Regions from separate parts of the Mus musculus genome. Here regions 1, 2, 4, 5, 6 and 7 are each linked to region 3. A link is a contact called in public HiChIP or PLAC-seq and promoter capture Hi-C data. All regions are on one chromosome and are shown on one strand. Each heading gives the region's core, a stretch centred on a gene start, on an enhancer-like site or on the middle of the called end of the contact. The rest is flanking DNA. Distances are from core to core; before and after follow the strand shown.

Region 1 (4,008 bases), core at 1,288-3,787, 370 kb before region 3:
ACTTTTGCCACGATGATCGCCAATGTCTCCATTGATTCCTTCTTCAGCAAAGGTCCCTGGCAGATGGACCCCATAGGCTCACAGAGACTTGTGGCCTTGTTGGAGGAACTATGTCACTGGGGGCAGGCTTTGAGGTTTCAGATGTTCCAGCCAGGCCCAGCATCATCCTCTCTCTCTGCTGCCTGCAGATCGAGATGTAAAACTCTCAGCTCCTTCTCCAGCACCAAGTCTGCCTGCAAGCTTCCATGCTTCCTACTCTGATGATAATGAACTAAACCTCTGGAACTGTAAGCCAGCCCAATAATAAATCTAATTATTAATTATATATAAATATACAGTATCTATAACTTATAATATTTAAAAGTTGCCACGGTCATGATGTTTTTCACAGCAATAGAAATCCTAACTGAAACAGTATCAAGAAGGTTAACCCATGATTTTAAAATTACTGTCACTTCTGGTAAACTTCATTAGGCTGATACTCAATTGACTAATGTTAGGATCTCCTGCTCAAAGGAAACGCAAGTATACTTGAATTCTGAAATGTCTGTTTTCCTTTTTCCTTCTTCTGCACTCCCCTCTTCCTGTAGTTATTGATACAGTAAGTCTCTGTTGCTGACTACAGTCCTGGTTTCTTACTTCTTTGTTTTCATTTGGTTTTTAGGTTTAGATGAATTGATTGATTGGTTGATTGATTGATTGATTGATTTTGGTATTTTTTGAGGCAGAGTTTCTCAGGCAGTTTTGACTATCCTGGAACTTACTTTGTAGACCAGGCTGGCCGGCCTCAAGCTCACAGAAATCTGCCTGCCTCTCTGCCTCCAGAGTCCTGGAATTAAAGTCATAAAATTTGGATAATTTTTGAGACATGTTAAAGCTGCCTTTTAACTCCTTTTGTAGCCTAGACTAGCCACAAACCCAAGAGTGTCATGCCTCTGCCATGTAAGAGCTGGGATTACAGGCATACACTATCACATTGGGCTCCTGCATCTTTATGTGTGCAATTCTCTCTCTTGTTTAGAATGGTCTTTTTAAAGATTTACTTATTTATCTTATGTGTATGAGTACACTATAGGTGTCTTCAGACATACCAGAACAGGGCATCAGGTCCTGTTACAGATAGTTGTGAGCCACCATGTGGTTGCTGGGATTTGAACTTAGGACCTCTGGAAGAGCAGTCAGTGCTCTTAACCACTGAACCATCTCTCTAGCCCTAGAATGTTCTTTCTAAATGATCCACACATCCTTCAGCATTCACCCCTCAGCACACTGGCATAGGGATTAAAAGCCAACAAAGGCCACACCTCCCTATAAGCCTATTTCTTTCAAACCACCACAAATCCCAATAGAAAGCAATGTGTGTCTGCTAAGAACAACCTGATCCTGCACGTGGCAGTTCTGGAAAACTCCACCCGTGGAAATTCGTGGAAGTCCCCTGGGTAGCAGGAAACAGGATGATGCTATTGTTTATTAAAAGAAAGAACTGGATATAAGCTGGAATGCAGGTCAGTTGATAGTGTTATCTAGCATGCATGAAGCCCTGGGTTTGATCCCTTGCACTGACTCAAACTGGGCATGGTGGCACACACCGTGCAAAACACTTGGGTGGAGGAATAGAAACAGAATAATCAGAAGTTGAAGATCAGCTATGCCTGCAAGGCCAACCTGGGCTAAATAGGAGCTTGTCTGCAACAACAACAACTACAACGAACTTAGCCTACCATTGTATTTGACTTTGCTGTACCAAGGACTGAAAACAGAGTTTCACACACACTGGGTAAGTGCTCTACCACTGAGCTACATCCGCAGTATAACTTTGGACAAGTTATTTCTCTGAATCTAAACTTCCTTCTTACATAAGAGTGTCTACTCCTTAATTTGGTAAGGAACGCAGTTACCATGTATACAAAGGTACTCTGTAAGAACCCAGCTTAATCAGCCTCATTAAATTTTATCAACTTAATTTTTTTGTTCCATTTATTTTTATCGGGATTGGAGATGCAGCTACATGCAAATGAGGGTCAGACAACAATTTTCTGGAGTCTTATTTTTCTCCTTCTACATCTGCATGGACTCTGGGGATCAAACTCAGGGCCTAAGATTTGCACAGCAAACGCTTTATTCACTGATCCATCTCGCTGGTCCAAATATTACCCACTTTCAGGAACTGGGAATAAGAATACTTTTATTATCACTGATCTTTGATTTCACTAGGTAAGCAGGCTTTTAGGAAAGGTTGCTTTGTTGTTCAAGGCCTTGCTGCTTTAGGGAGGGATCAATTCTCATCTATTTAGATTACTGACTGAGGACACAGCAAGGAGGCTGGGTAACCGTACTCCAGTGCTCTCTCTGTCCAGAGTAAGATTCACAGTAGCTAGAGGAAATCACTGGTCAGCCGTCGCCATGACAACATCAGACCGTCCTCCGGTCCATCAACGGAAGGGGGCGGTGTCTGGAGAGTAGATCGCCTAGGTGGCCACGCGTGCCTGGGTCGCATGCAGCCCAGAGGAGTCCTCGGGTGCCAGGCAGGCACTGCTTCCTCTGTCCGCACGGGGGCGACGCAGAGCTGAGCTCCGCGCGTGCGTGGGAGCCAGTGACCGCACTGGGTCCTCTGGGCCCGAAACTGGAAGCTCCCACAGGCTCCCCTCCAAGCGTCTGATCTGACGTCGTCCACGACACACGACAGCCTCTCCCAGGACCGCCCAGCTCATGTACGGCTCTGACCCGACCATCACAGCCCTCACCGAGGCCGACACCAGACCCAAGCTTCCCAGGGACCAGCTTTGGCTATCGCCAGTCCCAGGAGGCCCAGGGAGCACGCGCACGCACGTGTGTGGGCGGGGCTTCAGGTTGGAACGCCCCCTCAGGGGCGGGGTCATAATCTGGGGAGCGCGCGGGGTGATGGGAGCAGTAGCCACGCGGAAGCCAAGCGAGCACGGGGCTGATTTACAGGGCACCACGTGGCTTGGTGGGTTTGGGTGCTCGATGCTGGCCCTAGGGTATCTCGGAAATGGGCTCCAGTCGTGCCATGTGTCGGAACGCGGCTTGGGGGAGGACATACAGGACAGTCCTGGGGCCCAGTCTGGGACTAGATCTAGGTCCTTGGTTTATAGAGTTAGTCGGAGGTCCTTGGTGTGTCATCCACGCTTTAACATTCCAGCCATTGCCCAGGCTTGTCACTTGGCGGCACCCTCCCGCCACTCACAGCAGGATATGCCCTTCTCAGAACCCAGCCAAACAGAGAGGCTCATGAGCGCTTCATCTTCAGTTTCAACAAGATTAGGTTGCCAGGCATGGTGGCTCATGCCTGTCATTCCTGGGGCGGGAAGGTCTTGGAGCCCAGCCCTGGCTACATAGTGAGTTCCTGGCTTTTTGAATACAAAGTGAGACCCTGTGTTAAAGAACTAAAACAAACAAAACCGAACAAGCATCCAAAACCTAAAACAAGCAAGCTAGACAGATAGAGGTGAGTTCTCCCGAGTCCGTTTGTGACTCCAGCAGTTTCCCTTACAGGGAGGGCTGGGGGACAGCCTCAGCAACTTAACACTGAATGCTATTGTTAACTGAAGTGCACCAGGGATAGGAGGGAGATGCATTTTCTTTCTGTTTTCTGGGGTTCAGCATAGACTGGACGTACCAATAAACCCTGCCTGCTCGCTCGTTCTCTCTCTCTCTCTCTCTCTCTCTCTCTCTCTCTCTCTCTCTCTCTCTCTCTCTCTCTCTCTCCCTCCCTCCCTTCCTCCCCCCCCCTTTTAATATGAGGCCCTGGCACAGCGAAAGTTAAAACATTTAAAATGTAATTCTAATTCATAAATCTTTTTAAAAATTAACCTTACAAAAACCAATTTAAGCCGGCCATAGTGACACAGGACTTTAATCTCAGGACTTGGGAGGCAGAGGCAAGCAGATCTCTGAGGTTGAAGCCAGCCTGGTCTACAGAGCACTCAGAGAAATCATGCCTTAAAAAAAAAAAAAGTGAGGCTATGCCAGTGCCTGGCAAATACAGAA
Region 2 (3,507 bases), core at 485-2,984, 330 kb after region 3:
TTGCAGCGGGTGGTCAAGGAGGGCAACTGAAGCCACACCTCCTCAGCTCTGGAGGGGGGTCACCCTGAGTTCCCAGAACCGGTGGGGAGGGAAGCTGCCCTTTTCTGACTGCTTTCGATGTGTCAGATGCTTAATGGGCCTTCCACAGACTCAGAAGCCCTTGTGGCACTGGGAGGCAAGAATCCATCCAACCCACCTGCCAGGTGTCAAAACGCACTGGGAGAGAACTCGGAGGACTGAGGTCATGGGGCCTGCGTGTCAGTGCCCGTGCCTCAAGCTGCCTCTCCCTCTACAGCTGCCCTGTCCCCATTCCCCGGGGAGGACCCTACCTGTGGTACTTGGCTTCGGTTCCTCTGTGGAATGATGATGGGAAGCTGAGGAGACAGGGCATCCACAATAAACCCCCTCTCCTTGCTATCAGGAAACCCAATCCCGAGCCTGGGCCAGTAGCTGGACCCACTTCCGATCACACCCCTGCCCCATTTAAGGCTGGTCAGCCCGTCTCCGCCCCTAGCTGTGCTCTATCTACAAGACTGGTCTCTAATGTCACTTGCTTCAGGAAGACCCCGCCACTCCAAAGACCTCCTCAGCAGAGGGTGCTAGCTCCCACAAGCTCCTGGGCATGCTGGACCAAATTATAGGCTAAGATACCAGCCAGGGCATATACATCGAACGGTTCCTGGCCGAGAAGCCAACAGTTCGTGGGTGCAGTCTACTTCCTGAGAGATTGTGGCTGGGGACACCTCACTCTCCTCCCTTAGCTTACCTGGGCATGACTCTGAGTGGTTATAGATTGAGCAACCCTCCTTGACCACTTCAGCTTGGGCCACACAGTGTCCTGGTGGGAGAAGAAACAGAGAAGAGGTTTGGAGAGAAAGTTGAGAGTGGTGGTGCCATATAGACAAGAGGATGTTCCCAAGGAGGGCTCAACTACATACCTGGCTCCTCTGGCCCACATTGCTGCCAGACACAAATGGAGAAGTTGTGGGCTCTGTCCACACAGTGTTCACAGTGTCCCAGGTGTTTGCAGCCCCCTTGGGTAGTAGGCCAAACGTTCAGGCGGAGCAGGGCTCCCCGACCAAAGCCACGAGCTCCTTTACCTGGGTGTCGGGGGGTGCAAATGGGCAGAAAGCGGCAGAAAGCCAGGTGCCAAGCTGCAATACATCTCCCACTACAGCGACTCACACCTCCGCACAGGTCTGGAGCTCCCCCCAGCCCTGCTTAAACTCACCGAGCTGCCCTCCCCCAACCTCTTTCCATACACACTCCTGAAGTTCCTCCTCCACACTCAGCTAAGTCTCCTAGTCCCCCACACTTGGAACCTCTAAATAGGCACTAAGGTCTCAACACACCCCTGGAGTCCTGCAGAGGTCGAAAACGTTCCCTCTCACAAGCCTACTGTGCTGGAAGAAGAAGCTAAAGTGAGCTACACCTTCACCTGCCTGGGCCCCTGGTCAGATCCTGCTCAGCATTACCAGCTAGAACCAGCTGGGCACACAGGAGAAGGCAACAACAACCGCCGCAGAGAGCAGCACGCAAGGCGCGGGGTCCGGGTGCGGCCATGAGCGCGGGGGCCGGGACTGGGGGTCGGCGGACAGCTGGTGTGGCGCGTCCTTTCTTGACTACACTCGCCCGGCTAGCCAGAGCCAAACCTGGGCAGCGGGGGCGTGGCCAGGCTGGAGCGTGGTTGCCTTGTGGGCGTGGCTAGAGGCCGAGACCTCTGGGAGGGTCCAGGTAGAGCCCCGCTCTGCTGTGCGATTTAAGGCGGGGCCTGAACAAAAGGGATGGGTTTAAGACTCATGTCACCTGGTCCCTGAGGGGCAGCTTCAAGGCGGGAGGATCTCTGTGAGAACAGGCCTTGTCAACATAGCTACTATGTTTTGGTGAGTTTTTAGGGAATCACTTGTGTAGCTCTGGCTGTCCCGGAACTCATTATTGTAGAGCAGAGCTGAGATTAAAGGCCTATGCCATCACCTAACTCGACCTATGGGCCGGGACCCCCCTTAGGTGAGCCTCTATTTCAAAAACATTATTTACATTATGATTCACGACAGTAGCAAAATTACAAAATAATTTTATGGTTGGGAGGTCACCACAAGATGCATTAAAGGGTCCCAGCGTTAAGGAGGTTGAGAGCCCACTTTAAACCCTAAAGACTTTTTTTTTTTTTTTTTTTTTTTTTGGTTAGGATTTATTTGTTCATTTTATGTATATGAGTACACTGTAGCTGCCTTGAGACACACCAGAAGAGGGCATCAGATCCCATTACAGATGGTTGTGAGCCACCATGTGAGTGCTGGGAATTGAACTCAGGAGCTCTGGGAGAGCAGCCAGTGCTCTAACCTCTGAGCCATCTCTCCAAGATGAGAGATGTTTTTAACCCTGTCTCACAGGTGAGGCGAGTGAGCAGTCTGAACCCACAGTGGTAAATTTGGAACTCCATTCTGGCTACACCTGTGGCTGGCTATTCCCAGCTGTGGGGACACCATACCCTGTCCTGCCTTCCAGCTCATCACATCCCTGGGTCCTAAGTGGTGCCATTACTAGATCACTGAGCCTTTGGGGGATCTGCCTCCTGGTCACTCTCCTGTCCTGGCACAGCCGATTCTCAGTCCCTTTTCAGATATCTCCCTTTCCTCTGCCAACTTCTTAATCAGGTGTGGCCCTCTTAGCCCTGAGCCTTAGTCTGCCCTCTCCTGCAATCATCTTGGCTATTCTTCTGCTGTCAGGTCCCACTTAAAAGCCATTGAGTAAGGCGAGGGATGTGGTTCATTTGGTAGGATGCTTGGCTGGAGTGCCTAGCCCAGGCTTCATCCCTAGCACTAACCAGCCTGGTAGCTTGTGCAGTCCCAGCGCTTGGGTGGTAGAAACAGAAGACTTAGAAGTTCAAGGTTGATCTTTGCTACAGAGAGAGTTAGAGCCAACCTAGGCTAAAGAACCCTTGCCTTAAAACCGGGGAGGTGGGGGAAAGGTGTTAACCTGGCAGAGTGACACATTCCTTTAATCCCAGCACTCCAGAGACAGAGATAGTCAGATCTCTGTGAATTTTGGGGACAGCCTGATCTACACAGGAAGTTCCAGGATAGCCAGGATGACAGCGAGACCATGCCTCAAAACAACAAGGAGGTGTGTGTGTGGGGTGAGGGGGAGCTGGAGAGATTGCATAGTAATGAGAAGCACTGGCTGCTCTTCCAAATCTACGTTTGATTCTAGGTCCACAGGGTGGCCACAAATACCTGTAACTCTAGTTCCAGGGGATCCAGCATGACCCTCTGGTCTCCACAGACACCAGGCATGAAAGCGGTACACAGACATATATTCAGGCAAAATATCCACTCATATACATTAAAATAATAATATTATTATTATTACCAAAGGAGCAGATATCTGTCACCCAGTACTTGGGAGGCTGGGGCAGGAGGGTTGTAGATTTTAAGCCAACTTGGGCTACATCAATGAGACCCTGTCCCGCACCTTTCCAAACAAGGGCTGGAGATATAGCTCAGC
Region 3 (3,948 bases), core at 931-3,430:
GCCCATGCCTTTAATCCCAGCACTCGGGAGGCAGAGGCAGGCAGATTTCTGAGTTCGAGGCCAGCCTGGTCTACAGAGTGAGTTCCAGGACAGCCAAGGCTATACAGAGAAACCCTGTCTCAAAAAACCAAAAAAAAAAAATTTAAAAATTGAATAAAAACATTTTTATTTTATTTTATTTTTAGAGACAAGGTTTCTCTGTGTAGAACTAGCTGTTCTTGAACTCACTCTGTAGACCAGGCTGGTCTTGAACTCAGATCTACCTGCCTCTGCCTCCAGAGTGTTGGGATTAAAGGCATGTGCCACTACTGCCTGGCTAAGTTTCTTATTTTTTAAGCTTGACAGAAACTCTACTTTGACAGTGCTTTTCCTTATTGTCTGCAGGGTCAAAGTGGTGTTTGAGGATGTAACGCCCTTGGCGCACTCGGGCCCTTCCTGAGGACAGACTGACATCATGGTTGTTGCTGTCAATCCTATTCAGGAAGAGAAAACTGAGGGAAAAGATACCTGAAGAGTGAGAGAAGGCTAGGACTAGGATTACTATAGCCCAGAGTCTGAAAGCAAGCCATTTGCTCAGAGAAGTCCAGGCCTTCTGTATTAGGGTTTCTCTTCTCTTCTCTTCTCTTCTCTTCTCTTCTCTTCTCTTCTCTTCTCTTCTCTTCTCTTCTCTTCTCTTCTCTTCTCTTCTCTTCTCTTCTCTTCTCTTCTCTTCTCTTCTCTTCTCTTCTCTTCTCTTCTCTTCTCTTCTCTTCTCTTCTCTTCTCTTCTCTCTCTTCTCTTCTCTTCTCTTCTTTTTTCTTTTCTTTTCTTTTTCTTCTCCTCCTCCTTCTTTTCTTTTTTCTTTTCTTTTTTTTTGAGACAGGGTTTCTCTGTATAGCCCTGGCTGTCCTGGAACTCACTCTGTAGACCAGGCTGGCCTCGAACTCAGAAATCCACCTGTCTCTGCCTCCCAAGTGCTGGGATTAAAGGCACCTGCCACCACTGCCTGGCTTGTACTAGGGTTTCTTTTGCTGTGATGAAATACTATGACCAAAAACAGATTGGGGAGAAAAAGGTTTATTTGGCTTACATTTCCACATATTAGTCCATCTTTGAAGAAAGTAAGAATAGAAACTCAAACAGGGTAGGAACCTGGAGGCAGGAGCTGATGCAGAGATCATAGAAGGTGTTGCTTCCTTATAGAACTCAAGACCACTAGCCCACAGATAGCCCCACCCACTGTGGGCTGACCTTCTCCATCAATCACTAATTAAGAAAACACCCTACAGGTTTGCCTACAGAAGGATCTTAAGGATGCATTTTCTCAATTGTGGCACCCTCCTCTCTGCTGACTCTAATGTCAAGTTGATATAAAATTAATCAGCACAGCTTCTAACATGGAGATGACCCAGACCAGCTCTCAGAGACCTCAATCTGATAGAAGGAACCTGCTCTTTGGGAGTGACGTTCAACCCTTAAGAGTTCCTATTCCAAGGTGTGAGATAGCCAGGCTCTCTGGAAAAGTTAATGTAATAATCTTGTAACAGTATAGCACTCTCAGGTTTACAAAGTAATAAATAAATGTACGCGCCGGCGGTGGGGAATCTTCAGGCTATACAAGCCTGCATGCAATCTCAGTGCTTGGAAGTGAAGGCAGGCAGGCCAGGAACACAAGTTTGTCTTTGCCTTGGATACACGGGGCATGTCTCAACAAAACAAAACAAGCCATCACCTCTGCCGTCAACAGCAACGACAAAACAAACAAACAAAAAAACAGAAAAACTAAGGATTTTCAGACAGTAATGAAAGAGCATTAATCCTAGTGCAAACAGTTTGTAAAACTGTTCTACTCAAACTACAGTTTTGTGCTCTTTTCTTAAACGTCTAGTAGGTTGACCCTTTGGTGAGTGCTTTCTTCCTGAGTCTTAACTGCGGCTTGTAGGAGGAGAAGGCTAACAGTATCACTTGATCAAAACTTCCAGCCCTATTAAGATGTGAGCTCAGAGCTTTCTAGAAAGCTCCCAGGTATCTGGTGACCATAGCAACTCAAGCCAAACTCTGCGGCAGCGAGCCCCGCCCACTGCCTTGGGACCGCGACTGTTGATTTGCTCCTCGGCTTAGCCAATGGCCAGAGAAGCGGGTTGTGTTCCGGGAGCTCAATGGGCACCGATGGGCGGGGAGGCGGGAAGAAAGCCGGGAAGGGCGAACCCGCACGGCCGGGCGGCTCCTGCGTGTTTCCGGCTCCGCTGCGGAAGGCTAGCGAGGGGAGCCGTTGGGCCCGCGCGAACCGTGGGGAGCGCGGGCATCGCAGAACGCGAGTGCGGAGCTCGGGGCGCAGCACGATGGGAGGGGAGCAGGAGGAGGAGCGCTTCGACGGCATGCTGCTGGCCATGGCGCAGCAGCACGAGGGCGGCGTGCAGGAGGTAAACGACGTGGCCCGCGCCGCAGCCCTTCTCCGCGGTCGGCCGAGACCTCCCCCACCCCGGCCGCGCGGGTCCCCGGGTCCCCGCGTCCCAGCTTCCGGTCTGCCCAGCCCGCGAGTGAAGTCTCGCTCCAACGCCGTCAGCGCCCTGCACTTAGCCCCCAAGAGCAGTTTTCGTTGTCCCAGAGTGACCCCAGAGCTTCCGCACCCACTCTGCGCTCCACGGGTGTTTCTGCTTTCATTTTAATGGTTACTGTGTAGAGCATCCCTAATGGTGGTTACTCTTTAGAGCATCTCTGGGCCGACTCTTCTCGATATGATCTGCATCTTACCCAAAGTGGAGCCTGCCTATCAATACTGTGTAGGGTAGTGAGAGCCCGGGGGGGCGGTTAGCACGTGGTCTCTTTATACTTGAAAGTATACTGACTGAGGAAGTGAGCCGGAGACCTGTAGGTTAAGCTCCCTCCTGGTTTATCCTCAGTTACCTCGTCTGTGAGGTGAAGCTTAGGAATATCAGTTCCTGTTGTTTTTTTTTCTTGAGTCAGGGTCTTGCTCTATATCCCTGGCTTACGCAGAACTTGCTATATAGACCAAGTGACTTCCAAATCAGGGTTATTCTTCCTCTGTCTTCAGAGTGCGGGAACTTGGATATGGGCCACCCTGCCTAGCACCTAAGTACTTGTCATTGTCGTGTACCAGACACATAATAAGACTGGGTCCTGGGGATGCAGACACGGAAGAGACTAGGCTTTGCATTTGGGGAATTTGTTGAGGGTTTCTTGCTTTAAAAAATTATTTGGAGCCGGGTGTTGCTTTAATCCCAGCACTCAGGAGCCAGAGGCAGGTGGATCTTTGAATTTGAGGCCAGCCTAGTCTACAGAATGGGTTCTAGTACAGCTTGGGCTACACGGAGAAGCCTTGTCTCAGAAAAAAAACAAAACCAAAGAAATTTATTATTATTATTATTATTATTATTATTATTAGTAGTAGTAGTAGTGTTTGTGACAGGACAGTTTTAAGGGGCCAGTTTATTCCTGCCACCAGTATCTGGGTTTTTAGGGTTGAGTTGCTAGGATTTTGAGGCAGTCAATTTTACCCAGTGATTCATCTTGCTGGTCAGGATAAGATGGTGCGTGACTGGAGTCCTAGCACTGGGGAGGAAGAGGCAGGAAAATTGCTACAAGTTAGAGGTTAGCCTGGTCTGTATAGCAACTTCTAAGCCAATCAGGGATATATAGTAAGACCCACAAATATAATAACCCCCAAATAACCCATAGGTGATGTTAAATGGCCAGACCTAGTTCACACAGTGGGTGTGTAGCAGATGAGCTGGTAGAGGTAGAAAACCCAGATATTACATTCTGTAAGCACCTGAGGGTCAGAGAGTGACAAGTTTACCCAAAGCCAGGCCCCCAAGTCCCCGAGGAGACGGGCTCCTGCCACCCGTCACTGGGGATGGCTTTCCATTCTGTCTTGGTCAGAGTGACCACTGCTGTGATGAAGCAGGAAGAGCAGCTTGATGAGAGGAAAGGCTTTATCTTACTCAC
Region 4 (3,808 bases), core at 834-3,333, 420 kb before region 3:
CTAAGTAGGCCCTGAGACAGTTTGCTTTCTGCATGGCAGAACTTACTCTAGCCCTCTCAGCCTGTGAGGCCAACTCTTCCCCATCAGGAAAGAGGCAAGATTGCATCCTTTCCTGGCCTCCCCATGGGCTGAGGAGAGAAGATGACCTCTGAAGAAAGGTCTCTGCTGAGCTAGTCTGCTTCAGGTGTCTCTGAGCTGTGAGTACTAGCCAGAACCACCAACCAAATGTCACTCTGGTCTCATGCTGTCTGTAAGCCCTCCCCCCAGCACCTCCCTCCCCAAAACGTGCGCTATGCCTTCTTCCCCATCCCTATTTCTGTGCCCAGATGCCTGGCACTGGTGAACTTTTTGGCCATCTTCTTCCTATCAGAATCAAAAAAGGCCTGACACTGAAACCAAGAGCCAATCAGTGCACCCTTTGGCAAGGCCCCCTGTACACCTGGCACTCCCCAAAAGCAATCCCTGGCACAGAGATCCCCAAGAGCAGGTGCTGTGCATTTTCCAGCTTTACAATGAGGCTGTTGACAGCTTTAATTAGGGAGGCATGAATTATGTGGCTATAATACAGAGCCCTACAATTAAGGCGGGAATGAGAGGCTGGAGGCAGCAAACGGAATCTGCCGGGCAAGCAGGGCTGTTGAGGCCTGGCTGACTTTCTCTTAAGATTGGAGTACAGTAGCGGTGATTAATGGGGCTGGTATCTTCCAGCCCCAGGACCTGTATTCTGGGAAAGGTGCACAGGGTGGGGTGGAGGATGGCTGCCTCGGGAGCCACTGTGGGCGTGGAAAGGAGAGGCAGATCCACTGTTGTCCAGAGGCAAAGGCTGAAAAATGCTTGATTTGAATTCGCAGATGTCTGCTTTCTGCTGCCATGGCTATTACAAACTAGCTTCAACCCTTGCCTCAGAAATTAAGATGGGACCTATTTTGTGCCTTCCGCCTGAGCACCAAACACCCTATTGCAGATGTTAGCCAGTTGTGTTATGGATGTCAAAAAGAATTTAAAATTTTCTTTTTGAGATACAAGGTTTGTGTGGTAACTGCAAACGAGAGAAGGTTTTGCTTTACTGCTGCAGTTGGCCCCCTCCATCGGGTGCACTCAGCTAGCTCTAGAAGGCCGGACTTTGGGCGGGGGTGGCCTGGAAGGGCCCCTCTGCCATCACACCTGTTCATCTACTTGTTTCCTAATCTTCCGGCGCTTCCCTTCAACCGCCTTTTCCTCACGCAACCGAGAGCAAGCCAGCTCGATGGTGTGTGAGGCGGGCTTTAGCCAGCTGTGGCATCTGCAAAGCCCAGGTTCCATGGCCTCTGCTGAGTGGGGGCAGCTGGGTAGCTGCAGCCCAGACCCAGAGAGCCGAGTGGGAGGGGCGTGCTCCCGGGCTGGGGCGCCGGCTTTTCTCCACCATTCTGTGACAGGGGCCAGAGGGGATTTAAGGAAGCTACCAGGCAGATGTTGGGGGGCTGTTTAACGTTGGGGAGGCGGCTCAGCAGTAGGTGCTGAAAGGACAGCTCCTACCTGCCCCGCTGTACCCGAAAGGCATCCCTGTGTGGAAAGTCTCCCCTCCCAGCCCACACCTCCACATCCCGTGGACTGCTTTCCAGGTGAGCACACCGAGGGACTCCCCAAGGTGGCAACTCAAAAGGATGCACGTCCGACTGCGCCAAGCTTAGCCTCCCGGCTCTCAGCCCACGGGAGCCCGTGGTCCCCGGGGCTGCGGCCGGCGCGCTTCCCGCCGCCTCTGGAGCTGGGCGGCGCGGCCAGGCCTCACAAACCCCTCTGCTGGGGCCCCGGCGGGAGCAGGAAGGAAAGCGGCCGAGATGTGCCCAGTGTCGCACGGCTTGGAGAAGTGGGTAGAAGGGTTGCATAAGGTGGAAGGAACTTGGTAGTTTGCAAAAGCCAGGTCTGGGCGGGAGCGGAACCCCAAGCCTGCCGCCTCGCGCGCCCCTCATTTATTACCTCCGACTCCGAGGCGCGCCCCCTCCCCCAAGGCGCGCCGCCGTCTCGAGCGCCCTCCCCCTGCACCCCCTCCTCACTCCAGAGGAGGTGAGTTTAAACCCCGCCCACGTGACCCCAACTGGGCCAATGAGCGGCGACGGGAGGTGAAATCCGGTTCTAACCGGTCCGGGGCTCCCAGCGCTATAAAAACTTTATAAACCCCCCGGAGCCCGAGCAGTGTGAGGAAGCAGCGAGGACGACCCCCGGACGGAGCAAACCCGCGCGCCGCTGTATCCCCGTGCTCAGCGCCGACGTCCCCTGCCGCCACCATGCCCAAAAGAAAGGTACGTGGCGCGAGCGCGCGGGCGCCCCGGGACCACCGCCAGCCTCGGGCTCGGGACTCGGCGGTAGGTCGGGCGCGGCGCGAGGTTCCAGCCCGAGTCCGGCTGCGGGGCGAATCGTGCGAGGCGCGCTGCCCGCGGGCGCCAGAAGCCATATTGGAGGCTCGGTGGCGGTAGCAGGAGGAGCCATGTTGGCAGCTGTTTATCCCGCTCCCTGTGGCCGCCCGCGCCCCCTCCCCCACCGGCAGCCCCCTCCCCTCCTCCCTTCCTCCCGCGGGCGAGCGAGCGAACGAGCGGGCGATTCAAACCCGAAAGGGCGGGAAGGCGGCGCTCGGCTGGGCGGGCGGGGGAGCGCGCTGCCGCCAAAACTGCGTCCGCGAGGGGCGGGCCCGCGGCGTGGCTCCGCCCTCCCCGGCCGCCCACGTTCCGGGCGCACGAGACGCGCGCCCCCGCCCACGGCTTCCCCGAGCTCCCGCCCTCGACGGCTGCCATGGCAACGGCGCCAGGCGCCGCCTCCGGAGAGGTTTGTTTGCACAATCTGCAGCTGTTAATGCCTGGCGCTGGTGGCTCCGAGCGCCTGTGGGGCCAGGCTCCAGCTTCTCCCGCGCTCTGCGGCCAGCCTGCCCGGTCTTCCGTGCGTCTCGGACTTTAGTTGGGCCTTATCCCCGTTAAGGCTTCTTATATAAAACTTGGGTGTATGCGTTTTTAGAATGGGGTCTGACGGTTGCTGTTAAGTTCCGGTTCTCTGAGATTTGCCTCCGAGGTTACAAGTTTTGGTCTTTTTATCATTTTGTAGGCTGAAGGGGATGCTAAAGGAGACAAAACCAAGGTGAAGGACGAGGTGAGTCTTATCCATTGAGGGCAACGCACAAAGCCTTGCGTAGTAGCTACCAAGGTTCTGTGGTAGTAAATGACCACGAATTGTCTCATTAACTTTTCTTTAATGTGAAGCTGACTAGTGAGGAGACCTGTGCTTATTCCTCTTACTTTCTTTTTTAATAGCCACAGAGAAGATCTGCGAGGTTGTCTGCTGTAAGTGTATGCGTCTATTTCCTGATCTTTACCTGATACTGGGAACCACTTGGGGGCGGATCTCTGTGATCCCGTTGCATTATATATGGTGGCTGTTGCACATCTAGAGGTGTTTGCTGTTGTCCCACGTTCTGATGCTTAAGACTAAAGTGAAAGATGGCTTTTACATTGTAAAAGAAAGGTGATCCTGAGAACTAGTTTTCTAAGCTGTGGTTTGATGGGTTGTTTCTTGGGTCTGTGGTACTAATGGTTTCCTCTTCTCCCTCCCCCACTTTTCCAAAATAAGAAACCTGCTCCTCCAAAGCCAGAGCCCAAACCTAAAAAGGCCCCTGCGAAGGTAAGCCAGCCTGAGACACCGCGGTGCTAATTCTAGACTAGGAATTTTCAGAGAACTGTCCTTCCCCACCCTAGCCTAATTCAACGTGAGATGACTCCTTTAGTGGATGCCCTATGCTATTCTGATTGATAGCCTTGTTCCTGAGAACTTGTCCTGTTAGTGT
Region 5 (3,993 bases), core at 585-3,084, 310 kb after region 3:
GGAGATGCCCAGGGACCTTCATCCCACTGAGCACTTCCAGGTTATGTAGGAGACAGGAACTTTGCAAAAAGAAGTCCCATTCTCTCTCTCTTTCTCTGTCTCTCTCTCTCTCCTCTCTCTCTTGTTTTATTTATATGTATGTGTGTGTTGGTGTGAGTGTATGATAGAAAGCGGCATCAGGATCCTCTGGAGATAAAGTTACAGGTGGTTGTGAGCATGCACACCCCGTGTGCATGCTGGGAACCTCGGGTCCTCGGGAAGAGCAGCAAGTGCTCTTAACCTCAGCGCCATCTCTCCAGTCTTGAAGCCAGGGTCCTGAGGGTGATCTGCATCATCGTGTGTGAAGACAACGTCGTGCTTTTATGTGTGTTTGTGTAGCTTACTGTATCCAGCCATCTTTAAGTGACAATGTCCGCAAGGGAGGGACTGTATGAGTCAACGCAGATGATTCCACTTTATCTGTGGTCTGACCGGGTCAGCCTTCATTTTTAAGCTACAATTTAGCAGATGTCCAGGATACAAGGCTCTCTGACTCGGAGATAAACAAATAGGGATGAGGTGGAGCATCCGGTAGGTGGGAAAGAGAGGAATAGCTATCTTCCGACCTCACCCTTGGACTCCCTGTATCTCCTCTAGACCCACCCCTGCCCCACCCATTTTCTTTCGACTCCTAGTCTCCAAATACAATCCCTTTCTCCTATAATCCAGTCCCGAAGAGTTGCCTCAGTACTTCCTTTCCCGCCCCTTTAGTCCCATGTGGGATGTAGTATGCTAGGACTTATCAACCCCAATCCTGCAGAGATGGCCCCTTGCCATAGACCGAACTTCCGTCTCAGGCCTGATTCACCCTCAAAAGTCCAACGTGAGATCATCCTGAAAAAGAGTTCTCCCGCTTACGCAGGGAAGCGCAGCTCTGCCCCTCCCTCAGCCCCGCCCCTCCCCAGCCCCGCCCTTAGAGTTCGCCTGCTCCGCCCCACCTGCTTGGCACCACGCTCACCGAAAGATACTTAAACTCCGGAGCCAGGCCTGAATCCCCAGATCCAGCCTCAAGCCCATCACATCCATAATCCACTAAATGCCCTGTCGTTACTGCCTTGTCTCAAGTTCGGCTTTAGTTTACCGTAAATTCCCTAGACCTGGTACCCACACCCGCCCCGTCAGGGTTCTAAAGCTCCGCCCCTTGCCCCGCCCAGACTCAAGCCCCGCCCCGAGACGCTCACCCGCGTTGTAGAAGGAGTCCAGCGCAGCGGTGTCGCCTAGCGCCAGCGTCGCAAAGGGTAGGCTGCGTAGCTGCGGGGGTGGCCGTGTGCCCTGGAGCTGAGCGCAGGCCTCGCGCAGGCATCGCAACGGCAGCGGCTCTGCCTCGGTTCCCGACCCGGGCTCCACCCCGAGCCCCGGCTCCCGGGTCAGCACGTAGACCACACTGAGAGGCCGGCTCCGCGCGCAGCCCCGACCCGTGACCGCAGGAGACGAGCGGCCCCGGCTCAGCGCCTCCGCCAGCGGGTCCTGCCAGCAGCTGCCCGCCCGTTCTAGAACCCCGGCCCCAGGACATGGCCCCGCCATGCGGGGGCGCTCAAGCGCGGGGCCCCGGGCGCGGGGAACCCGGGACAGGGCACGAGGCTGAAGGTGTGGATCCAGTCGGGATCCGGAGATGGGCTGGACGTCCTGTTCCGGAACTCTTAAGTCCAGAAAGACTTCTTTGCTCAATCTTTCACGGTCCTTACAGATCTGCAATCCAGGACTGGGTTCTGGGAATCTGGGGTACCCAGTAATCCTCGGCTCACAGGTCACAGAAGAGTCCTGGGAAGTCAACCGGCAGCGTGCTACACCCAGACTTCTCAAGGGAGCGCTGGCAGTCACTCTGTCCTGCCCTCACATGTAGGCTGGGCCCAGCCCTTTCCCGACTGGGAAAGGCTCCACCCTCGGCCCTGGGGCAATGAGGCTCCCCAGCGGCTCTCCCTCCCTCCTCTCCGGCTAGAACCTCTGACACTGTCCACTTCCGGAACAGCCTGTGCCCCTATTCGGGCCAAACACTGTTGACTGCTTACTGCAAGCGCTCGTAAGACGTGTGCCCAGCCCAGGGATAGGAAACAGGACAGCCCCGCCCTGCAGGGACCTGGTAAATGAATGGACACTGGGCGGGGGAAGGACGGGGGAGCAAAACATTGTGTAGGCGGCACATGTAATGTTCCTGCTGGTAGGGGTCAGAATGTTGACAAGCGCTTTCCTCAGAGCCTCTCTTGCAGTGAAACCTTGTGGACCTTATTGGTCCACCCGAAACTTGACCATGGAGCTGAAAAGCACTTCTACGGTAAACTTCCTATCTACCCTTTGAAGGAACTCCAGAAGTCTCCGCTTTTTGGGTTACAAGGTTATCCCGGCTTCAAATTCACCAAGAAGCTTTAACATCATAGTATGAATCTAAGTTGCTATAAACCTTAGAGGGCCCTGAACTTAGAAATGAGACTTTGAGACTCTGAGGTTAGGGCCATGTTTCATAATCGTTTATTATGGTAGGGCTTGGGCATGAGAGACAGCACAGCTGTAAAGACCACTTGCTGCTCTTTCAGAGGGCCCTGGTTTGGTTCCCAGCACCCACATGGTGGCTCACCATCATCTGTAACTGTAGGCCCAGGGGAGTCCTGGCACTCTCCTGACCTGCATAGGCGCCCAGCACATACATGGTGCACATATATAATTACAGGCAAAAGATGCACATGAAATAAAACTAAAACTTTATAAAAATAATATGTTGGGGCTTTGGACAAATGGACCTTTCAACAAACGGTAGGAAGCCTCTGTTTCACAGCCTTCTTGTCTCATGGAAGGAAAAAAATATATCTTCCTAGGTTTGAACCAATGGGATAGACGAGCAATAGAAAGGGAGAATGTGGCCCATTACAGAGGTTTGGGTAGAAAACACACTTACAAGAAACAAATGGGAACCAAGTGGTGGTGGCACATGTCTTTAAGCCCAGCACTCAGGAGGCAGAGGCAGGTGAATCTCTGAGTTCAAGGCCAACCTGGTCTACAGAGTTTCCAGGACAGCCAGGGCTGCTGAGTGAAACCCTGTCTCATAAAATCAACCAACCAACCAAACAGCAAACAAAGAGTGAGAGAAAGCTGTCCTCAGATGCATCCACTTTGGGCTTGGGGGCCCAGGAGGATTGCGAGTGGGTGGTTGAATCTCTCACCTCACTGCCCCCTAGCATTTCTTGCATCCTTCTAGGATCTGAAGCCCGGAGAAGTCCTACCCATTCGTCTTCCTGATTAGAAGTTCTTCCTTGAATGGAACTGAAGCTTGTGTCCCTGCCCTGTTTTCTATAGGTTTTCTCCTGAGTAAGAAAAGATTTGTAAAGTGTTACAAAGTGGCCCTGCAAGCAGAGGCAGTTGGCAGTGAGGTGGCCAAGGGATGGAAGCTGTAAGGAGTGACGATACCGACAATCGAGTGCTCTAGCAAAGCATTATGTGTAATCCCACAGTAGGGGTGACCCATGCCTTTTTCTGAGGTCCAGTCAATGCCATACATGTGGGCAGTGGTCTCAGATGCAGCATAATGCCCCTTGAGATTGGTTCAGTTGCAGGATCCGTACAACCCAGCACCAGGGACAGTTACTGCACAGTTGTCCCATCTTGAATAAGGCTCTGCACCATCAGTGGTAGAAGTCTTTCCACTGGGCTGGAGAGGTGGATCAGCAGTTAAGGGCACTGACTGCTCTCCTGAAGGTCCTGAGTTCAAATCCCAGCAACCACATGGTGACTCACAACCACCCATAATGAGATCTGACACCCTCTTCTGATGTGTCTGAAGACAGCTACAGTGTAGTTACATGTAATAATAAATTAATCTTTAAAAAAAAAAAGTCTTCCCACTGTGGAAGATGAGAGTCCCCTGCAGCAAGGAGTGGAAGACACCTTGGCACCCTACAGGATGCCTGAAGCCCTTACAGATATTACCCCAAGGCAGCCTCCAATCAGTAATGAGGTGAATGT
Region 6 (3,547 bases), core at 690-3,189, 340 kb before region 3:
TGTATGTGAGTGTATGCATGTGTGCACATGTCTGTGTGCATGTGTCTGCATGTATGTATGCATGTGTCTGTGTGTATGTGAGTGTATGCATGTGTGCACATGTCTGTGTGCATGTGTCTGCATGTATGTATGCATGTGTCTGTGCATGTGAGTGTATGCATGTGTGCACATGTCTGTGTGCATGTGTCTGCATGTATGTATGCATGTGTCTGTGGTACCTGTGCATGAGGATGTCTGAACATGTGCATGTGAGTGACCATGTATGTCTAGGCTACAGGTTTATCTTTTTATTGTGTGAGTCTCTCTTTGAACCTGGAACTCACCTATTTGGCTTGCCTGGCTGACCAATGAGATCCTGTGTCAGTAGCCTCCGCAGTGAGATTATAAATGCTTACTGGGAAAACAGCATCTGTTTTTATTTCTTTTTTGATTTAATTTAATTTTTGATTTTTAGACAACATCTCTATTATGCAGTCCACACTGGCCTCAAAGTCACAATCCTCTGGCCTGAATCTCCTGGATTAAATTTATTTCTATTTATTCATTTATTTATTTACTTAGTTGGGTTTTTGGGGTTTGGGGGGTTTGTTTGTTTTGTTTTGATACAGGTTCTTACTGTGTAGCCCTGGCTGGCCTAGAATTGGCTAAGTAGCCCAAGCTAGCCCTGAACAGAGATCCTCCTGCCTCTGCCTCCCTACTGCTAGGATTAGAGGCGTGAGTGACTTCTCTCCACTTAAAAATGTACTGCATTAAAATGTCTTTATCGGGGAAGGTTGTCCCTGTGCACATTTGTGGAGGTCAAAGGACTGCTTATGAGTTGGTTCTCTTCCACCACATGGGGCCTGGGGATCAGACTCAGGGAAGGCAAGCTCTTTTACCCATTGAGTCCATCCACGGACCCACCCCACACTCTTTTAAACACCAGTGTGCTCCTGACCTGCTGTGTGACTTCGGATAAATAGCTTAGGGTGTCTACTAGGATGGGGTGGAGTCTCAAAAAAAAAATCACAAGCTGCCTGAAGGTGGAGGTCGGAGATACTCAACACGACCTGGCCGGCAAAGCCTGGGTTCCATGGCCATAACCAAGCAAGGAAACGTAACAAAAAATAAATTCCCTATCAATGACGCCTGTCTTCGCTGGAGGCTTTTAATAAACGAGCCAGCTTGTCTTTCACCTGAGAGTAAGTCTCACGACACCTGGGGCCTAAAATCTCCTTAAGAGCAGGCCAAATCTTACTGGAGAGAATCCTGATCCCACCAGAACTGGATTTTGCCTTCTTTCCAGGGACTCCTGCTCAAGTCAGACCACAATCTGGTCTGCCACGGAAGAGGCGCGGACCTGGCCTGAAACCAGCGCCCTCAAGTGATAGGGCACAACAGACTAGGAAGGAGAAAAAAAAATGCGTATTAGGAAATCACCCTGGGGGCGCTGTGGGTCCTGGCGCTGGCTGGCTTGGGACCCGGGGATCACATGGAGACCCCAAAGTGTGGGCTCCCGTGATGTGCACAAGCTTTCGGAAGGGGGCGATCCTAAGGGCTTGGAGAGCTGAGAGCCAGAGGGCACAAGGCCCAGGCTCCTTCCACGCCTCAGTCGGGATCAGGCCCAGGACGTCCCATGTAAATGTGGGGTGGCAGCCCCTCCCCCTGGAGGGAGAAGGCACATCTGGGTTAACATCCCAAAGGCTGCTAGGACAGGACAACGGAGGCCCCAGCGAGGTCTGCAAAGCGGCACAAAGCCCGGGAAAACGGAACCCGCGGAGCCTCCGGTGGGCAGGGCCGACAGTGGGCTGGGGTCTCTCGTGAAGGCAAGGCTGACTCCCGGCGCGTTGGGGGCGGGGGTCCGCGCCGGGAATGCCGCGCCGTGGGGGGACTGGGCGGGGCTACTCAGGCCCCGCCCCCGCGCAGGTAGCCAATGGGCGCGGCGGCGCCGGGTGACGGAGCGAGCCGAAGTGCGAGTGCCGCGGCGGCGGCGGACGGCCCATCCAGAGCGCGAGGGGCTCAGGGGCGTGCGGGGGTCTCGGTGTAGCAGCAGGGACCCCGTGGCCCAGAGGCAGCGCTGCCCGGGGCCGCCGGGAGGAGCGCGGGCGGTCCGGCAGCGGCGCGATGCCGCTCGCCCAGCTCAAGGAGCCCTGGCCGCTCATGGAGCTGGTGCCGCTGGACCCGGAGGTGAGTGAGAGGGGCGGGGGTTGGGGGGACAGGCGGCGGCGGCCGGCCAGCCCGGATCCGCACCGGGGCGGGGCGGGGGCGGCCCGCGGCGTCTCTGCAGCCCCGCGGGGACGTGAGTGCCCTCCGGTCTCTAGCTCACTGTCCGGCTCCACCCCCTTGTGCTCCGGGTGTGCGTGTGTAGGGGATGGTTCTGCTGGGCTCTCAGTACCTCCCTGCAGTAGCCAGGAGAGGAATCTCCACGGTGTGTTGAGATCTGACACCTAGGACCCATCCCGCTTATCATCTTTTAGTAGCTGTGGGAGTTGCCCCAATCAGTGCAGAAGGGAGAAAGGCTTGGGTCAGATGTCTAGGCTTCTACTAGAGACAAGGATCATGGGAATCCGGTTTCTCACCTTAACCTCTCCCCAAGACCTCTCTTCGTTCCTCCACTTCTGACCTTAGGAAGGTAGCCCTGCTGAATCCCAGGCAGTTATGGAACGTGGGACGATACCACCTCTGGAGTTGGAGCCTGCTTTCCTTTGCCCTAAAGCTAATGACACCGGGTCTTCCTACTTCAGATTATGCTGAAGAGTGGGGAAAGTCCTTAGATCTTGTGAAGACTGTCTCTGTAGAAGAGACTCTGCCTCCGTCTTCCTCTCTCCCTCCTTCCTTTCCTGTAGAAAAAGGCTGAGCCCTTGGGCAGTATGGCTTCTGCCACCTAGCCTTTCCCAGAAGCAACTCCTGTCTTTTTTGAGGGCTTTGTGGTCCAACCCTGAGCATGCAGGAGGCCACTTCTGTGCTGTCCTGTCACCCTGGGATCAAGGTCAAGTTTTGAACCAGCAACTTTAAAACTTTCCCTGCTCTCCTGCTGCGAAGGAGGCAGGTGAAACTCTGCCTTCCTTCACTGGAGCTGTTTTGGGGTACAGGAGGCTGGGGTACAGGAGACCTCACTTGATCCCAGAACCTAGATGCTTTTTCTCCTGGCTTGAACCCCTTTACCTATGCTTGGTACCTCAGGTCAGTCACTGTGAGCCCTGTCTCTCAGGACCACGGGCAGAGAGAGGATCCACAGTGAGATCCCCAAGTCTCCAGGCACTCAGGGCATGCTGCCCCTTTAAAGGGATGGGCTACACTGGCTATTGGAGGGTGGGCGCGGCTGGATTAGGTAACCAACCTGAAGGCGCAATTTGGAGTAAATTGTTCTGGGATCCTTGCCACGGGGGTTTTACAGGCCCTACACAGGCGCTCAGAGGCTGTCTGGCTGACTCACCCTCCTAGGTGAGGAGCACTGCTCTCTGCAGCCCCTGGTGCTCCCCCCACACTCCCCAGGACTGGGGCACAAGGCCCCAGGGAAGGCTCAGAGGTGTACTCCTTGGCTTGGGCACGCCCCTGCCACCTGGGC
Region 7 (3,932 bases), core at 1,114-3,613, 420 kb after region 3:
ATTAAAGGTAAAATAAAATATATTTTTTTAAAAAGACACAAGGGGCTGAGGAGATGGCTCAGCAGGTAAGAGCACTTGTTGCTCTGGCAGAGGACATAAGTCACTACATAAGTTGTGTGATTCACAACCATTTAAAAAAAAAAAAACCTTAAATGTCAAAAACCAAGTGGAGTATGCTAATGCTTGATGCCTATAATCCCAACATTTGGGAGTCTGACACAGGAAAATACTGGGATCAAGGTAAGCCTGAGTTACATAGGAAGACCCAGACTCATAAATAAATAAATAAATAAATAAATAAATAAATAAATAAATAAATAAATAAATAGCAACATTAAAAAGAAAATGACAACATGGATATAATTAAATGGGCAAACATATTTTTCAAGTGCTGGTGGCTTTGCACCCTCTAGTAGGAAAGTCAGATTATGTTAAAACCCAGAGTTTGTAATCACAGTTAAAACTCAGACAAAGCCTGGGAAGTATGATGGGGACAACGAACCAACAGTGATGACTCAATAAAGAGTCCCTTAATCGTTTACTCTGGAAGATTTAAGACCTAAAGTTACTTCATTCTATATTCTAAAATCTAGAAGACCGTTCTCAAAGTCCAGCCAACTCAACTGCCTTTTTCTGGGCAAGCGGTGCCTCCCACATGGCCCGGGACAGTCCTTACAGCTCCCTGACAGGAAGCAGGCTTGCAAGTCCTTTCCTTCCTTCCTCTAGCTGCTGCTTTTCTGGTTTTAGAATTTCAAACAAAGAAAATACATATTGGCTCCACAGCTCAGAAACGCCCTCTTTCTCAGCAACTTCCTCCTCGGATTTCCCTCCCTAACACTGGCACATGAGAACAATACCCACAGCTGGACCTGCTATTTTGATTAACCCAAAGCTCTGGCGGTTTGGAAAACTTAAGGGCTAAGGTACCCAGCTACTCCTACTCAAAGTCCACTGCCTTTACTCATCTGCAAGATAAGGAAAGAACAAAGAAAGAAAGGCTACACTTGAACACAGGCAGGCCATTGAAACTTTAGCCCCAAGGAACCCAAAGAAATTATACAACAGATGGATAAATTCTCCCTCCCAATAAAATGTAGCCTTTGTACAGAGGAGAGAAAGACACTCTGATGACACCACCTGGAGTCAAAACTCATGTCTCTATACAACAAATATTGGTGACACCTGCCTGGGACTCAAACGGAATCCTCTGCTGTCCTGACACACTTCGAAGTGATTTTTAACACTCAGAAATGGCCCTTCCTTAGTCACAAAGCAAGAAAAGGAGATGGGCTTATAATTAATAATCCTGAGCTTAAGACCTAGCCTGTCTCCACACCAAAAGTGAAATCAACTCTCCAGGCTAGACCCCTCCCTCCATTTATGACAAAGCAAACTTTGTAAGAGAACACTAACTTATCCCTGCGCGCCCGGTGCTTCCCAGAGGAAACACCCTCACTTTGGTAAGTGCCACACGTTCCGGTGTCACCCTGAGCAAGTTACTTCTCTGAAACCTACTTGACTTCCTCACCAGTAAACTTACAAGGACAGCTGGAAAAACTAAACAAGCACTTATACCTAAGGTTTGGCACATAGTAGGACAACCATTAACATTTTCCTTGGCTTTCTTCCTCTTCAGTGCTGGGCTTAAACGCCAAGGGTAACCCCTGATCTCTGAATCTATGAACATTTCCTCATCTCAAAGGACCACAGGACTTAGCCCTTCCCTGTCACGATCTGGGTAGCACCCATGCATTGGTACCAGTGGCCCGTAAGCCAAGGCTCCTTTCTGTAGGGCTCATTCTGTGCACATGTGCGCGTGCTCACACACTCCTCCACAATGTCCCTACCCCCAGCCTAGCAGCCAGGGTCCCCAAAGAGCACCTCAATTACTTTATGGTCCAAATATGGAAACTGAGGCTCAGCCTGGAGATGAACTTGTCCAGGAGCTCGGGGAGTTGCTGAGACCCAATTCACAGGCTTCGGTGAAGTCTATTTACAAATGGTAAACTGAGGCCCGAAGACGGAAGTGACTTGCTCAAGAACACACAGTGGGTTGGTGGTAGGGCCACTTTCGCCGACCCTCCCTAGTCTCCGAAGGGCACTCTGGGTCACCACCACCCCTGAGGTGTCGCCACGGCGCTGACAACACACGAGCCGCACCAGCGACCGTCAGAGCAGACACCCGGTGCCACCGGACCCTTGCAGGGGTGGCCGGGCCGGCGCTCGCCTCTCACAGCCGGGCGCGCCCAGGGGGACTTGTTGCTCACCTGACCTCGCGCAGTCGCCCTCAGCGACATGAAGGGCTGGGCAGCCGGTCCGCGTCCCCACGGAGAACGCTCCAGCCTACTGCTTCGCGGGCTGCTACTCAGCCGGACGCCCCCCTCAGCGCGCTACGCCCCCAGCCGCACTCCACCGGCCTGAGTCCGCCATTACGCGATTTCCCCGCCCCGGGACGCAGCCACACCCCGCCAACCGTTCTGATTGGCTCCCTGCCCCACCCGCCCGGAGCCCCCAGCTATCCCATTGGTCTGAATCCAATGCCAATTAAATAAGTACGCAAAAGACGTATTCAAAGGTAGTGTCCCGGGAACTCCACCCGAGCGACTTCCGCAATCGGAGTAAACAGAGGCGAGGACAAACCAAGTGAAGTGGAGATGGGACTAAAGGTACATCGACGCCCAAGTTTAAGTACAAAAATATCTGCTAAGACAGGGAAAGACCTCGGCTAACATGTATTGAAACACGATTTATTTTTATTAGAGTCCAGAGAGCCAGCCTGTTTTTTGTGTAAAGAACAGGCCGAGCCTATGAACTTTCTGTAGACACCCCTCAAGTGGCAGATCGTTCTGTCCCTTCACGCCTTGTCCCAAGCGGGACCGAAAGTCGGGTGGGGGCGAGTGAGTCATAGGCTTCAGCTCACCCCAAAGGATAGGTATTCGGGTGAAGCTGGCATCCTGAGATTGGGAGCTAGTTCTGAGAGGCCACTGTCAGGTGAGCCAAACACCTGTCACTTCACTCTGCAACTTCGGACAACTGCTGCCTACCTAGTTCTCACTTTGTTCTACAAAATAGATGCAGTAGGCCCTGGCACGTCCCAGTCCATGAAGGTGGGCAGTTTGAGAATACACTCCCAAGTGACTTATAGAATACAAAATGCTGCGGCTGGGTGACAACGTGACGAGTCCGGCTTAGCACATTTAGTATACTAGAGCATCTCTGTAGAGCAGGTATTGGCCTCTTGTGGAAGAATGGATCTTAGGCAGGCTTTGTTACCGCCACGTCTGCCTCCCTCTTTGCTTCCTTTCAAAAAGGGTGCACGGTGTGAGGGCGGTGGGGTGGAGGTCACGACACGACACGGCTCAGTCAGTAAAGTGCTGCTTTGAAAGAATGAGGACCTGCGTTTGAGAACTCAGATTCCAAACAAAGCCTAACAGGCCCGATGATACTGACTTCGCAGCGCTGGGGAGGCAGAGACAGGCAGAGCTCTAGCTCACAGGCCCAGCCTAGCCTAGCCTGCTCCTCCAGACTGGGCCAATGAGAGAGCCAGTTACTAAAACCAAGGTAAAAGTTGCCTGAAGAACAGCACCTGAGGTGATTCTCTGGCCTGCACTGGTCCATCCTCACATACAACATACACGCACACATACAACACCCTGAATACTTGATACAGTTTTCCCGCAGCCACCCAGCTAGTTGGAAATGACCACAGAACTCAGACCTACACCACTTAGCATCTATTCCTGTATTTCTTACTCTGTGACATCTTGTCACCTGAAAATGGCTTTTTTTTTTCTCATCCCCTTAACAGGCCAGGATGGTCCTAAGGGTGCTGGGTGACTGTTTCTTTCACTCTGGTCACTGTAAAACCAGCTAGACCAATATTCTTGTGGAAAAGTGGCCAGGCAGTGGTGGCACACGCCTTTAATCCCAGC

Evidence for each region. Promoter capture Hi-C pulls out the DNA fragments that hold promoters and counts their contacts. HiChIP or PLAC-seq counts read pairs in DNA pulled down with a chosen protein or histone mark. Capture Hi-C pulls out chosen DNA fragments and counts their contacts.
Region 1: a contact with region 3 is called in an H3K27ac HiChIP or PLAC-seq map of microglia, with 7 times the contacts expected there. The contact joins the enhancer-like site here to the promoter of Nudc in region 3. A contact is called at or near these places in 3 of 39 promoter capture datasets (the HPC-7 cell line, fetal liver and hippocampal neurons), 6 of 115 datasets of contacts at active chromatin or transcription factors (the 230-238 cell line, T-cell acute lymphoblastic leukemia, astrocytes and 3 more) and 1 of 9 other capture datasets (liver).
Region 2: a contact with region 3 is called in a promoter capture Hi-C map of the SN4741 cell line, with 2.4 times the contacts expected there. The contact joins the promoter of Cd164l2 here to the promoter of Nudc in region 3. A contact is called at or near these places in 4 of 39 promoter capture datasets (the SN4741 cell line, liver and stem cell-derived epiblast-like cells), 2 of 115 datasets of contacts at active chromatin or transcription factors (large pre-B cells and pancreatic cancer cells) and 2 of 9 other capture datasets (adipose tissue and liver).
Region 4: a promoter capture Hi-C map of pre-B cells shows a contact between it and region 3, with 2.6 times the contacts expected there. The contact joins the promoter of Hmgn2 here to the promoter of Nudc in region 3. A contact is called at or near these places in 5 of 39 promoter capture datasets (the C10 cell line, cranial neural crest, erythroid cells and 2 more) and 3 of 115 datasets of contacts at active chromatin or transcription factors (extraembryonic endoderm stem cells, large pre-B cells and memory CD8 T cells).
Region 5: a contact with region 3 is called in a promoter capture Hi-C map of liver, with 2.5 times the contacts expected there. The contact joins the promoter of Map3k6 here to the promoter of Nudc in region 3. A contact is called at or near these places in 4 of 39 promoter capture datasets (embryonic stem cells, liver and stem cell-derived epiblast-like cells) and 1 of 115 datasets of contacts at active chromatin or transcription factors (bone marrow-derived macrophages).
Region 6: a promoter capture Hi-C map of liver shows a contact between it and region 3. The contact joins the promoter of Rps6ka1 here to the promoter of Nudc in region 3. A contact is called at or near these places in 11 of 39 promoter capture datasets (the C10 cell line, the SN4741 cell line, cranial neural crest and 7 more), 1 of 15 datasets of contacts at CTCF or cohesin (large pre-B cells), 1 of 484 Hi-C or Micro-C datasets (B cells), 13 of 115 datasets of contacts at active chromatin or transcription factors (the 230-238 cell line, the HPC-7 cell line, astrocytes and 9 more) and 4 of 9 other capture datasets (adipose tissue, liver, macrophages and 1 more).
Region 7: an H3K4me3 HiChIP or PLAC-seq map of embryonic limb bud shows a contact between it and region 3, with 4 times the contacts expected there. The contact joins the promoter of Wasf2 here to the promoter of Nudc in region 3. A contact is called at or near these places in 2 of 115 datasets of contacts at active chromatin or transcription factors (embryonic limb bud and pancreatic cancer cells).

What each region holds. Positions count from the first base shown.
Region 1 is chr4:133,909,605-133,913,612 of GRCm38.p6, reverse strand. No RefSeq gene overlaps it. Among named protein-coding and RNA genes, the nearest start is that of Rps6ka1, 24 kb to the right of the region's middle. Within about 2 kb of position 2,537, at least 347 of the 459 cell types and tissues checked have an H3K27ac peak or open chromatin away from gene starts, as enhancers often do. A contact at or near this core is called in the 230-238 cell line, the HPC-7 cell line, T-cell acute lymphoblastic leukemia and 6 more, where this site is marked.
Region 2 is chr4:133,219,036-133,222,542 of GRCm38.p6, reverse strand. Cd164l2 (CD164 sialomucin-like 2) reads right to left here and starts at 1,734. Exons shown (of 6, transcript NM_027152.1): 1 at 1,476-1,734; 2 at 939-1,100; 3 at 767-838; 4 at 330-374. The coding sequence starts at 1,563.
Region 3 is chr4:133,544,259-133,548,206 of GRCm38.p6, reverse strand. It overlaps Nudc (nudC nuclear distribution protein), which reads left to right and starts at 2,180. Exons shown (of 8, transcript NM_010948.3): 1 at 2,180-2,402. The coding sequence starts at 2,322.
Region 4 is chr4:133,966,266-133,970,073 of GRCm38.p6, reverse strand. It overlaps Hmgn2 (high mobility group nucleosomal binding domain 2), which reads left to right and starts at 2,083. Exons shown (of 6, transcript NM_016957.3): 1 at 2,083-2,279; 2 at 3,073-3,117; 3 at 3,279-3,308; 4 at 3,595-3,645. The coding sequence starts at 2,265. It overlaps Dhdds (dehydrodolichyl diphosphate synthase), which reads left to right. Exons shown (of 9, transcript NM_001362959.1): 9 at 1-1,046.
Region 5 is chr4:133,238,659-133,242,651 of GRCm38.p6, reverse strand. Map3k6 (mitogen-activated protein kinase kinase kinase 6) reads right to left here and starts at 1,834. Exons shown (of 29, transcript NM_016693.5): 1 at 1,221-1,834. The coding sequence starts at 1,563. It also overlaps the pseudogene Fcnc-ps.
Region 6 is chr4:133,886,189-133,889,735 of GRCm38.p6, reverse strand. Rps6ka1 (ribosomal protein S6 kinase polypeptide 1) reads left to right here and starts at 1,939. Exons shown (of 22, transcript NM_009097.5): 1 at 1,939-2,166. The coding sequence starts at 2,104.
Region 7 is chr4:133,129,064-133,132,995 of GRCm38.p6, reverse strand. It overlaps Wasf2 (WAS protein family, member 2), which reads right to left and starts at 2,363. Exons shown (of 9, transcript NM_153423.6): 1 at 2,268-2,363.